2 separate regions of the Macaca fascicularis genome follow, and region 2 is linked to region 1. Evidence: chromatin contacts called from public Hi-C data. All regions are on one chromosome and are shown on one strand. The core of a region is the stretch at or near the end of the contact, and the rest is flanking DNA. Distances in the headings are between cores, read along the strand shown.

What was found. Hi-C and Micro-C count contacts between places; a contact is called where the count stands out from the background.
Region 2: a Hi-C map of skeletal muscle shows a contact between it and region 1, with 5 times the contacts expected there. The contact joins the promoter of KIF27 here to the promoter of IDNK in region 1. A contact is called at or near these places in 2 of 2 Hi-C or Micro-C datasets (liver and skeletal muscle).

Annotation. Positions count from the first base shown.
Region 1 is chr15:114,234,327-114,239,781 of T2T-MFA8v1.1, forward strand. IDNK (IDNK gluconokinase) reads left to right here and starts at 2,345. Exons shown (of 6, transcript XR_012424829.1): 1 at 2,345-2,538.
Region 2 is chr15:114,544,508-114,549,962 of T2T-MFA8v1.1, forward strand. KIF27 (kinesin family member 27) reads right to left here and starts at 2,992. Exons shown (of 18, transcript XM_005582030.4): 1 at 2,827-2,992.

The DNA of each region.
Region 1 (5,455 bases), core at 1,095-3,594:
GATCTTTCAAGTGGCCCCTTTTAATTATGAAGATGTGAAGCAAGTATACATCCATTATTTCCAGAAGAAGGTATAACGAGCTACTTTAGGGCTTGGTGAAGACCCGAGATTTGACTTCTAAGCTCTCTCATGCATCTGTTTGAACTCTCAGAATTAAACTGGGATCAAGGACTCTCCTGGAAGGGAAAGGGGGAAGATCCAAACTCTTCTCAATTAGACATATCACAACTGTGAGGCTCCTGTTATGTGAATATCTGCCCCAACCCAGCCATCTTTGTGGATGATTTGCCTCCCAGGGAAGTGCCTGTGCACATTAAGGTGCTCGTCACTGAGCTCTGTTTAACCCCTGTGGAAATGGGCAGCTTCATACAGGAGCACTGCCACTTCTGTTTGAGACTTACAGTACATGCTGTCCAGAATCTGGGGGTGATCTGGACTTGAGTGACTATAGAAACTCATGCAGGAAGCTGTGCCTCACTAGGGACTTGGGGTTTCCAGAGTACCATGTGCCTCAGTACAACAGTTTTGCAGTAGACCTAAAACCAGACCAATATTCATCCTCTGGGTTGCCCCATAGTAACAGCTGGGAAGCACCAAGACAACCAGGACCAGCAGGTGGCACTCTTTGGAAAGCAAAAAATGTGGGATTCAGCTCTTAGGGGCACCTCTGAAGTTCTGCTGTCCTGGAAGCAGGCACAGGGTTTCACTGACACTGGTGTGCTGGGTATCTTTCATTGGTCCCTCCAGATACAATCTCCACCGTTCTCTTCCCTGCTCTGAGCCCAGGAAATTGGCATGCATGGGCACCAATGGACTCCCTAGCTCTCCACCTTCCAATTGGGTTTGACGGGTGGGGTTTGGCCACTAGCAGATCACAGTGCAAGAGGAGGGGAGGAGAGGCTATTTATTCTCCTGATTATTTTTCTGCTGGGTCAACAAGGAATGTCTGTCTCTCTTCCTAAGGCTACAGTCCTGTCAGATACTTCTTTCTATATGGTCTATTCTCTCTGTCTCTTTCTTTCCATTCTCTTCCCTTCTCATATAAAGGCTCCCTCTCATCGGCCCCTTTCTATTTAAGAGTGAAAACACTTCTCAGTTACTCAGATCCGGACTCTGCCCCTAGTTGCTTTTTCTGACCCTACCCACATCTCTACAAATAGTCCCTTTGTTAAATTCTGTTCACCTGCCCCAATTTGAGCATGCTGTTTCCTGCCGCCACCCTGAGCAGCACAGCAAGTTTAAGATCCTTGGACATGTCTTGGGAAAGAAATCCAAGGAGAAGAACCAGATTTTCTGCTAATAATTCTGATTTGAACAATGAAAGAAATATGAGATTTTTTTTTTCATACTGAGCTAGAGAAGCAGGACACAAGTTAGAGTATTTGCATACACATCTATTCCTCTTATCAAGCTTGAGAATGCCGAGAGTGTAATCTTTTAAATGCATATTAATATTACCAGCACATGGTAGATGTTCAAGAAATGAGTATTGACCATAACTGAGTTGTAAGACCTTCTCTCCAAGCCTCAATTTCTTCATCTGTACAGCCCCCATCCAGATTGAAATCTCATCTACTCAAGCTAAGTATATGAAAAACAAAGGCAGTGCAGGAGTAATTGAACTATTCATTAGATAAATGCTTTTATGTCACTTTTATTGTTTTCTAGGACACAGAGTAATACCTACGACCTTGGTTAACAAAAGACCAAAGGAGGTGATGCTAAATGCAAAAGACCAAAGGAGGTGATGCTAAATGCGGTTAGAAGTGCTTTTAATCAAATAGTTCAAACGACACATAATTAACACATTGTTTTAAAGCAAATGGACACTTTAAAGTGGAGCTCCGTCCTCTTAAAGTCCCAACAAGAGCTGGATTTAATAGCAGAGCCACACAGCCATGACATACGCTGCTATGGTCAACCCTCAACCTTAAGTTTGACACCAAAAGATGGCCGCCATTTATTATTGTGACAAAAGGCCAGATTACAAAACGCTGTGTACGGCCTGATCCCAGTTTTACAAAATATTCATACCCATCTACCTACGCGGGGGCGCGGGGAAAGGGGTGTCGTGTTAGGAAGTGCTGCTTATGCTGCCTGGTGTGGGAAAGTATGAGTCTTATTTTCCGTTTATTCTTTCTATAAAACATTTTTATAAATGAATGAATGAATGCTTTCCATGGGTGGATGACGATCCAGCCTGCCAGGGTGAGGCTCTTCTGGAACCAAGAGGGGCCAGGACAGTAGGAAGACAGGTGGCGGGGCTTTGGGCGACTATGGGCAGCCCAGGGAGACGCCAGTGCCAGGCCGGGCGCGCGCTTCACTTCCGGGAAGAGGAAAGAGGGAGGGGAGGGGAGAGGAAAAGAAGGGGCTGGAGAGAGAGATGGGGAGGTTGGGAAAGGGAGGCGGAAAGCATGGAAAAGGGGCGCGGGGAAACCGGGGGAGCGCAGAGGGGCACAGCCCTCACTCGCCCTGCCTGGGCGGGAGCGGCTCCGCCCCTCGGGCGCCGGGAAGGCCGGGGACGGCGGGGCCCGGAAGGTGACTGGAAGGAGCCAGGCTCGGGTCATGGCGGCGCCGGGCGCGTTGCTGGTGATGGGCGTGAGCGGCTCGGGGAAGTAGGTCCGGGAGAGGGCGGGGGACGCCCGGGAGAGACGTTGCGGGCGCGGCGGAGGCCGGACGTGTCGCCGTCCCTGCCGGTGAAATGGGGTCGTGGGGACCCCCCACCCTTCCCTTTGCAGATGAAGAAACCGAGGCCCGCGGCTGCGCGCACTCTCCCCGCCCACCAGCCTGCTAGCAGAGCGCCCATCCTGGGACCGCATCCGAGCCCAGGGTTCCCGCTCTAAGACAGGGAGGCTGCAGCGACCGCATGCTCAGGGAGGAAGCCACTCCTGAAGAGGCGGCTGCGGGGCCGCGCAGTGGAGGCCTAGCGAGCGGCGCTGGGCTCGGTTTCCGGGCGCCTCGTCGGGGCTAGGCGGGAGGGTGCACGGCCTCTAGCGAGAGGACGCAAACCACGGCCCAGGCTCTCACGGACCTTTGGCCATCTGAACACACAGCGGCCTCCTCCTGTGAGGCCCTGGACTTCTCCGATTCGATTTTGTAGTGAATCGTTTTCCCCTTCCTTTCATCAGCTTAACCTGGAAGGAGACAGCGTTAATATGGAGGGTAGCTCCTGAAGGTTTGGAAAGAAAGGAGAGAATTGTGGAAACCACATAGGTAGCCCAGTGTGCTAATTTGGAGACTGAGGAGTTAACATTTGGCTTCCTGTTTAAACCAAAGTCTAACTGTGCCCTTTATCAGAAAAGACAGCTGCTGCAGCGTTCGACCACAGGCAGCAAAGGATAGAACTTGATCACCTAAAACATTATAACCTTCAAGGGCCTATAGGACCCTTCTAGAATTTTCTGAATCAGGAACGGCCCATGTTGTGGCCCGTGTAGTCAGGTGTAAAGACTTACTCCAGGTAGATGGGTTTTGCTTTCCAAAATTGCTGTAGGGTTCTTAGCGACAAAGATAAGAAATCTTGAACTGAAATTGAAATAAAACATGGAGCCCCAAATCCCTAGCTGCCACATGATTTGAATCAGTTGGAGAATGTAAAATCATTGCCATCGTGTGATGTAACAGGAGTGGACAGCCCTAGGTCTTGGTTCTGTTGCTGTCTGGCTGTGTGAGCTTGGGTAATTCATGTACCCTTCTGAGTCTTGGATCAGTTGAGGGGGGTCTAATCCCTATGATGTATAGCTTGTGATATTCATGTACTCAGTAATTATTGAGCTCAATCCTTCCTCTATGTCATTGTCATATAGTGAACAGGACAGATAAAATCCCTGCCCTCAAAGGATTTACATTCTGGTATGGGAGACAGAGTAAATGAATATATGTAGTGTGTGAATTGGTGAGATGCTCTGGAGTAAGCAGAACATAGGGTGCCAGGCAGAGTGGTCAGGGAAGGCTCCTCTGGGGGAGTGGCGTTTGAGCAAAGACCTGCAAGACTTGAGGAGTCCGCCATGTGGATAGCTGAGCAAAGGGCAGGAGAGGCAGAGGGAATGGCAGGTGCAAAGGTTCTGAGGCTTGGCTTCTTTTTTTCCTTTTTTCTTTTTTTTTTTTTTTTTTTTTGAGATGGAGCTTCACTCCTGTTGCCCAGGCTGGAGCGCAGTGGTGGAATCTCAGCTCACTGCCACCTCCGACTTCCGAGTTCAAGCGATTCCCCTGCCTCAGCCTCCAGAGTAGCTGGGATTATAGGCGCCCGCCACCACGCCCAGCTAATTTTTTGTATTTTTAGTAGAGATGGGGTTTCATCATGTTGGCGAGGCTGGTCTCAAACTCCTGACCTCAGGTGATCCACGCGTCTCGGCCTCCCAAAGTGCAGGGATTACAGGCGTGAGCCACCATGCCCTGCTAAGGCTTGGCTTCTTTAAAGAGCAGGAAGGAAGCCATTGTGGCTGAGTGAGGGGAAGCATGATGGGAGATGAAGTCAGAAACAATGCAGGTGAAGAGATGTGGTCATATGCTGGCAATATTTTGAAGGCGGAGTCAGAAAGATGTGTTTGTGGACTGGATGTGGGGTGTAAGAAGACGAGAGAGAAGTCAAGGATGATTCAGGATTTTAGGCCGGCCGGGCGCGGTGGCTCAAGCCTGTAATTCCAGCACTTTGGGAGGCCAAGACGGGCGGATCACGAGGTCAAGAGATCGAGACCATCCTGGCTAACATGGTGAAACCCCGTCTCTACTTAAAAAATACAAAAAACTAGCTGGGCGAGGTGGCGGGCGCCTGTAGTCCCAGCTACTCGGGAGGCTGAGGCAGGAGAATGGCGTGAACCCGGGAGGCGGAGCTTGCAGTGAGCTGAGATCGGCCACTGCACTCCAGCCTGGGCTACAGAGCAAGACTCTGTCTCAAAAAAAAAAAAAAAAAGATTTTAGGCCTGGGTAATTGGAAGGAGGGAGTTGCCACAAACTGCGATGGGGAATCAGTAGATAGAGCAGATTTGGAAGACAACCTCAGAATCTCAGTGTGGGATATGGTGAGTTTCAGGAGCCAGTCAGTCATCAAGTGGATGGTGGTTGGATGTCCAAGTCTGAAGTTCAGAGGAGAGGGACTTTAGATCTGACGGTGGGAATCATTGTTGTGTGGGTGTACTTAAAGACCTAAGGTGTTGAGATCACCAAAGGGGTGTGTATAGATAAAAAAGCTGGCCAAGAACTGAACCCTGGGGCCTTCTGGTGGTTCAGCGTCAGGGAGATGTGTTCAATGTTACTGACTAGCTGAGTAATAAAAAGACTGAGACTTGATTCTATTCATCATTGGATGTAGCAACATCAAGTTCTTTAGTGACTTTGTGAACCCCTATTGAAGCCCTACAGGATTTTAAAATTATACTCCATAACATTTAGAAAAATATTTGTCACAGCCTAATGGCTGAAGAGAACAATAGTCTCAAAACAGAAAGACTCCATT
Region 2 (5,455 bases), core at 1,742-4,241, 310 kb after region 1:
ACATACAGTTATCACTTGACCCAGCTCCCAAGAGAAATGAAAACTCCCAAGAGAAATGAAAACTCCCAAGAGAAATGAAAACACTGTGTTTGCATAAAAACTTATATACAAATGTTCAGTTTTGGAAGGATAAAGCTTATACTAAATTTAACAAGTAATCTATGACAATGTTTAAGTGCAGATGATGAAAAGTAATGAGTTTGAGGTGAGGCTAGGTTCTTTGGAGAAGCTGCTGAGTCTTGAAGATTACCATTAAGTAACAGAGACAACTAGACTGAAATAACATTTTATTAATAACACTAATAACAGTGAATTGATAATATTAATATTCACTACCCTTGAAAAAAAAAACCGTGGCCCAGCACAGTGGTTCACATCTGTAATCCCAGCACTTTGGGAGGCCAGGGTGGGTGGATCACTTGAGCCCAGGAGTTCGAGACCAGTCGGGGCAACATGGAGAAACCCTGTTTCTACAAAAAATCAAAAAATTAGGCAGGCATGGTGGCGCACGCGCCTATAGTCCCAGCTACTCAGGAGGTTGAAGCGAGAGGGTCCCTTGATCCCAAAAGGGTCGCGACCCTGTCAAAAACAAAACAAAATAAAACAAAACTCTGCAATGGTACTCTGCATTTGTAATTCTGTGAGTAGATGGCATGAAGAGGATCACAACAAAAAAAAATTAACATCACTCTTCTAAAAGTCCCCTGAGAGTAAAAAAAATATCAGGTCCCTTGGGCTGTAAAATCCCAAAAGAGAGTCAACAAACTATCTGTAATGGCTGAAACAAAGAGATACACCTAACCTTAGCAGTTTTAAAATCATTCTAATGAATTTTACACTGGAAAAAACAAAATGCTCATGTGTTTGATAAATCCTTTCTTGGATCTTAAAGAACTCTACAATCATTTGGTACTGGAAACTTTTCCAGTTGCAGGAATGCTGAGTTAATTCTTCCAAATGTCTCTGAAAACCAACATTTGAAGTCACCATACAGATTAGTTTATTTCTTTGTATGCCATCAAATTAAAGCAAAACTCATGGACGATGTTAAGCCAAACCTAACTGCTTCCAATGAAGTTGCTAATAAAAAATGCCAAATTGGGATATTTTCATTTCTTGGGTTTTTGTTTTGTTTTGTTTTGTTTTTGAGACAAGGTCTGGCTCTGTCATCCAGGCTGGAGCACAGCGGCACCATCTCGGCTCACTGCAACCTCAGCCTCCTGGTTCAAGCGATTCTCGTGCCTCAGCGTCCAAAGTAGCTGGGATTACAGGCACCACGCCAGGCTAATTCTTGTATTTTTAGTAGAAACGGGGTTTCACCATGTTGCCCAGGCTGGTCTCGACCTCCTGGGCTGAAGAGATCCACCCGCCTCAGCCTCCCAAGGTACTGGGATTCCAGATATGAGCCACCATGCCCAGCCTCATTTCTTGGGGTTTTTAATGGTAATATCTATAAACAATTTGGTTATAAAGGCAACTGAAACTTATTCTAAGCATTAAAAAAAATAATAACGGGGCCAGGCACGGTGGCTCATGCCTGTAATCCCAGCACTTTGGGAGGCCAAGGCAGGTGGATCACTTCAGCCCACGAGTTACAGACCAGCCTGGGCAACAGGGTGAAACTCTGTCTCTACTAAAAATACAAGAATGGGCCAGGCAGTGGTGACGCACCTGTAGTCCCAGCTACTTGGAAGGCTGAGGTTGGAGGATTGCTTGAGCCCGGAAGGTTGAGGCTGCAATGTGCCACTGCACTCTAGCCTGAGTAACAGAGCGAGACCCCGTCTCAAAACAAAACAAACAATAATAAGGGTCCACAAACATAGGGCTTGTAAAACATCAATATACAAGAAACAAAGTTTTTCCACAATCCATAGCACTTATACTTCTTCAGATTCTGATCAATTATAGTCATCAGAAACATACGTATTATGTCACCAATAAATGAAAAAAGGCGAAATCTGATTGGCTGGTCGTATTTAAGTATACTCAATGGGTTTTTGAAATCTGAGGAAAGGCAAGAGAAATATTTAATCCCTCATGTCATGTCACTGGTCAGGAATGAGTGTCTCCAAAAACCGCTGCCATCCCGTCCCCTTGATTTCCCAGAAAGCAGTGGTTGTCTGAAATGTGTGGTTTGTTAATTATTTTCATAAGAAACTTCCCAGTAGATGGATAGTAAATCGCATGAGGAGCTCAGAAAAGGCCCCAAATGCGTAAAGACAAAGGAGTAAAGAAAAGCAAACAACAAAGATTTTCAACACTGGAGACGGCGGTGTTACTTAAAAGGTGTTTCAAAGAAAGAATCGGGGCGCTTTGCTCTTTACAGCACCTGCCTCCGAGGGAGGGAGCTCTCAAGCTTGAATGCGCCGAAGTTTCAACCTCTACAGTGGGAAAAAGACGCCTGCGACAAAACAAAGCGCTCGGTGGTGGTGGCCCTCGCGTCGCACCTCACGCCGTGCAGCTACACGAGACGAACACGGGGTGCGCTCCGGGGGGCCGAGTCCCGCGTTGGGGTCGATCCCCGTTCCCCGGGCCCCGCTCCTCAGGGCTGAGCCAGCTTTCTCCGGAAGGGGCGCTCTGCCTCCAGTCGTTCGCCGGGCTCCCATTCCTGACCCCAGACCCCTCGGGCACCCCCATAGGCCTCGCTGGCGCCCCTACCGCCCACCCTCTGGCTCCCACCCCGCGACGGCCCAGACCCCAAGCCGGCGCCTACTAGTCCCAACGGCGGGCTGGGAGCGCGGGCGCGGCGGGCTGGAGGGCGGGTGCCGCGAAAGGGAGGGCGCCCCACTTCCCCGCACCGCCCGGCCAGGCCCGCCGCGCACTGACCGGCTCGGGACAGCCCAGGGCCCTGGCGGCGAGGGCTGGACTCCTCAGCTTCGCTCTGCCACGCCGCGCCGCCGCCGCCCGCGTCTTTTGTTGTCGCGGGTTCTCCTGGCAACCGGCGAAGCCCGCCTCCCGCCGCGTCCTCCCCGGGTCGCGGCGTCCTGGCCCCGCCCCCGAACCTGGGCACGCCCCCAAGCCCGTGCGCAAGAGTCCTGCGTCCCCAGGAAGTCCGCAAAAGGCCAGCTCTCGGGCTTCCCTGCAAACCCGAGTTGTGTCCCACTAACGCGCTGGGACCGGTCTGTGAGGCCTGAGCGGAAGCATCTTTCCACGGGTTCGTGAAATGAATGAGAACGATTCCACACTGTGTTTCAATATCTTAGCTACCAATTCAGTTTATTTTTATTTTTATTGAGTAAAACTTGCATAACATAAACCATCTTAAAACTTACAATTCAGTGGCGTTTAATGCCTTCACAGTGCATTAAACTATCACCTCTGTATATAGTTCAGAAACATTTTCATAACCCCAAAAGAAAATCTCCAAACCAGTTAGTCATTCCTTCCAGTTCCCCTCTCCCCACAACCCCAGCCAGCCACTAATCTACTTTCTGACTCTATGATAGATTTACCTATTCTGGGCATTTCATTATTGATGGAAGCATTCAGTATATGACCTTTTGTGTCTAGCTTCTTTTGCTTAATGTTTTCAAGCTACAGTCATGTTGTAACAACTATCAGGACTTCTTTTTTTTTTTGAGACGGCGTCGCGCTCTGTCGCCCAGGTTGGAATGTAGTGGCATGATCGCGGGTCACTGCAAGCTCCGCCTCCCGGGTTCAAGCGATTCTCCTGCCTCAGCCTCCCGAGTAGCTGGGACCACAGGCGCGTGCCACCACACCCGGCTAATTTTTTGTATTTTTAGTAGAGATGGGGTTTCACTGTGTTAGCCAGGATGGTCTTGATCTCCACTGACCTTGTGATCCATCCGCCTCGGCCTCTCAAAGTGCTGGGATTACAGCCGTGAGCCACCGCGCCCGGCCCTTTAGATGGAGTTCCACTCTTATTGCCCAGGCTGGAATGCAATTGCGCTATCTAGGCTCAACGCAACCTCCACCTCATGGGTTCAAGCAATTCTCCTGCCTCAGCCCCCGGAGTAGCTGGGATTACAGGCATGTGCCACCACGCCCGGCTAAGTTTTCTGTATTTTTAGTAGAGACGGGGTTTCACCATGTTGGGCAGGCTGGTCTCGAACTCCTGACCTTGGGTGATGCGCCCACCTCGGCCTCCCAAAGTGCTGGGATTATAGGCGTGAGCCACCCCGCCGGGCCTGTTTTCAGGTTTTTTAGGTATGGACCTAAGAGTGGAATTGCTGGGTTGCATCGTAGTATTTAACTTTACCAATTTAGCTTTAAAAGCTTTAGTGCCTCCTGTTTTTAGTAGCACAATCTAAGCATCTTCAAAAATACTTCCTTCTCTCATGAAATATACGAATGAAGGTGGGGAAAAAAGCTGACTATTTATGTTTTTTTTTTTCTTTTAACTGAATTATTTAAATTTTTAAAAATTCAGGCTGGGCACAGTGGCTCACACCTATAATCTCAGCACTTTGGGAGGCTGAACTGGGAGGATCACTTGAGCCCAGGAGTTCGAGACCAGCCTGGGCAACATAATGAGACCCCCCCCCCAATCCCTACAAAAAATCAAAACTTAGTCGGGTGTGGCCGAGCATGCCTGCAGTTCCAGCTACTCTGGAGGCGGAGGTAGGAGGATCGTTTGAACCTGGGTGGTCAAGGCTGCAGTGAGCCATCGTTGCACCACTGCATTCCAGCCTGGGTGACAGAATGAGACTCTACCTCAAAAAAATAATAAATAATACATAATTTTTAAAATTCTAAGATTTGAATTGATTATGCTGCATTTTTAGAACTCTTTTTGAAAACAAACTCACATCATTACTGTGAATTGCTGAGTCAAACTGGTCTGCTGACAAAGCTTCAATGATTAATAGTACGTAACAATTTAAGTCTGGGAATACCCGGAAGTCTCAACAGAAGTTCTCAAGAGGCCACACAATTGCAGAGAGGAGGTCAGCAAATGCCTAACAGCATTAGAATGGGGCATTTTCCTTTGTCCCCAAATTGATGTCTTGAGTCCAGAGTTAGAGAAAAGGAGTTAAGTACTTAAGTTCCCCACACTGTAAAGTGAATGCCAGTCATTGCCAACCCTTCCTCCCTAGGATTTATAGCAGGACTAAGCTAATTCCATTCAAATTCCAATCCTATCTCTTTTTTAAGTGTCTGTAAGAAAGACTGGGCAGTGGAGTCAAGGGGTCTTGGGCCTTGCGGGTTGGAGAGTAAGCGGCCTCCCACCTAAGTCAAAGGAGGCTCTAAGAGTGACGGGCAAACCCTGTGTGATGTGCAAGAATAGGAAACCTGGCCTTCTGGTGGGAGCAACTATGGGAAGAAGTAAGCTGATCTGCTTCTCGAGAATGGAGCGAAGCAACTGAGAAGGCGCTGTAGTAGGGCAGCCTGTGTTCCTACAGTTTAGGAGGGGAGAACCTGTGATTTGCTCATGGTCCAGGGTATCCTTTGGAGGGTACCCAAGCTTGAGCCCCATGAAGATTGTCTTGAGGAC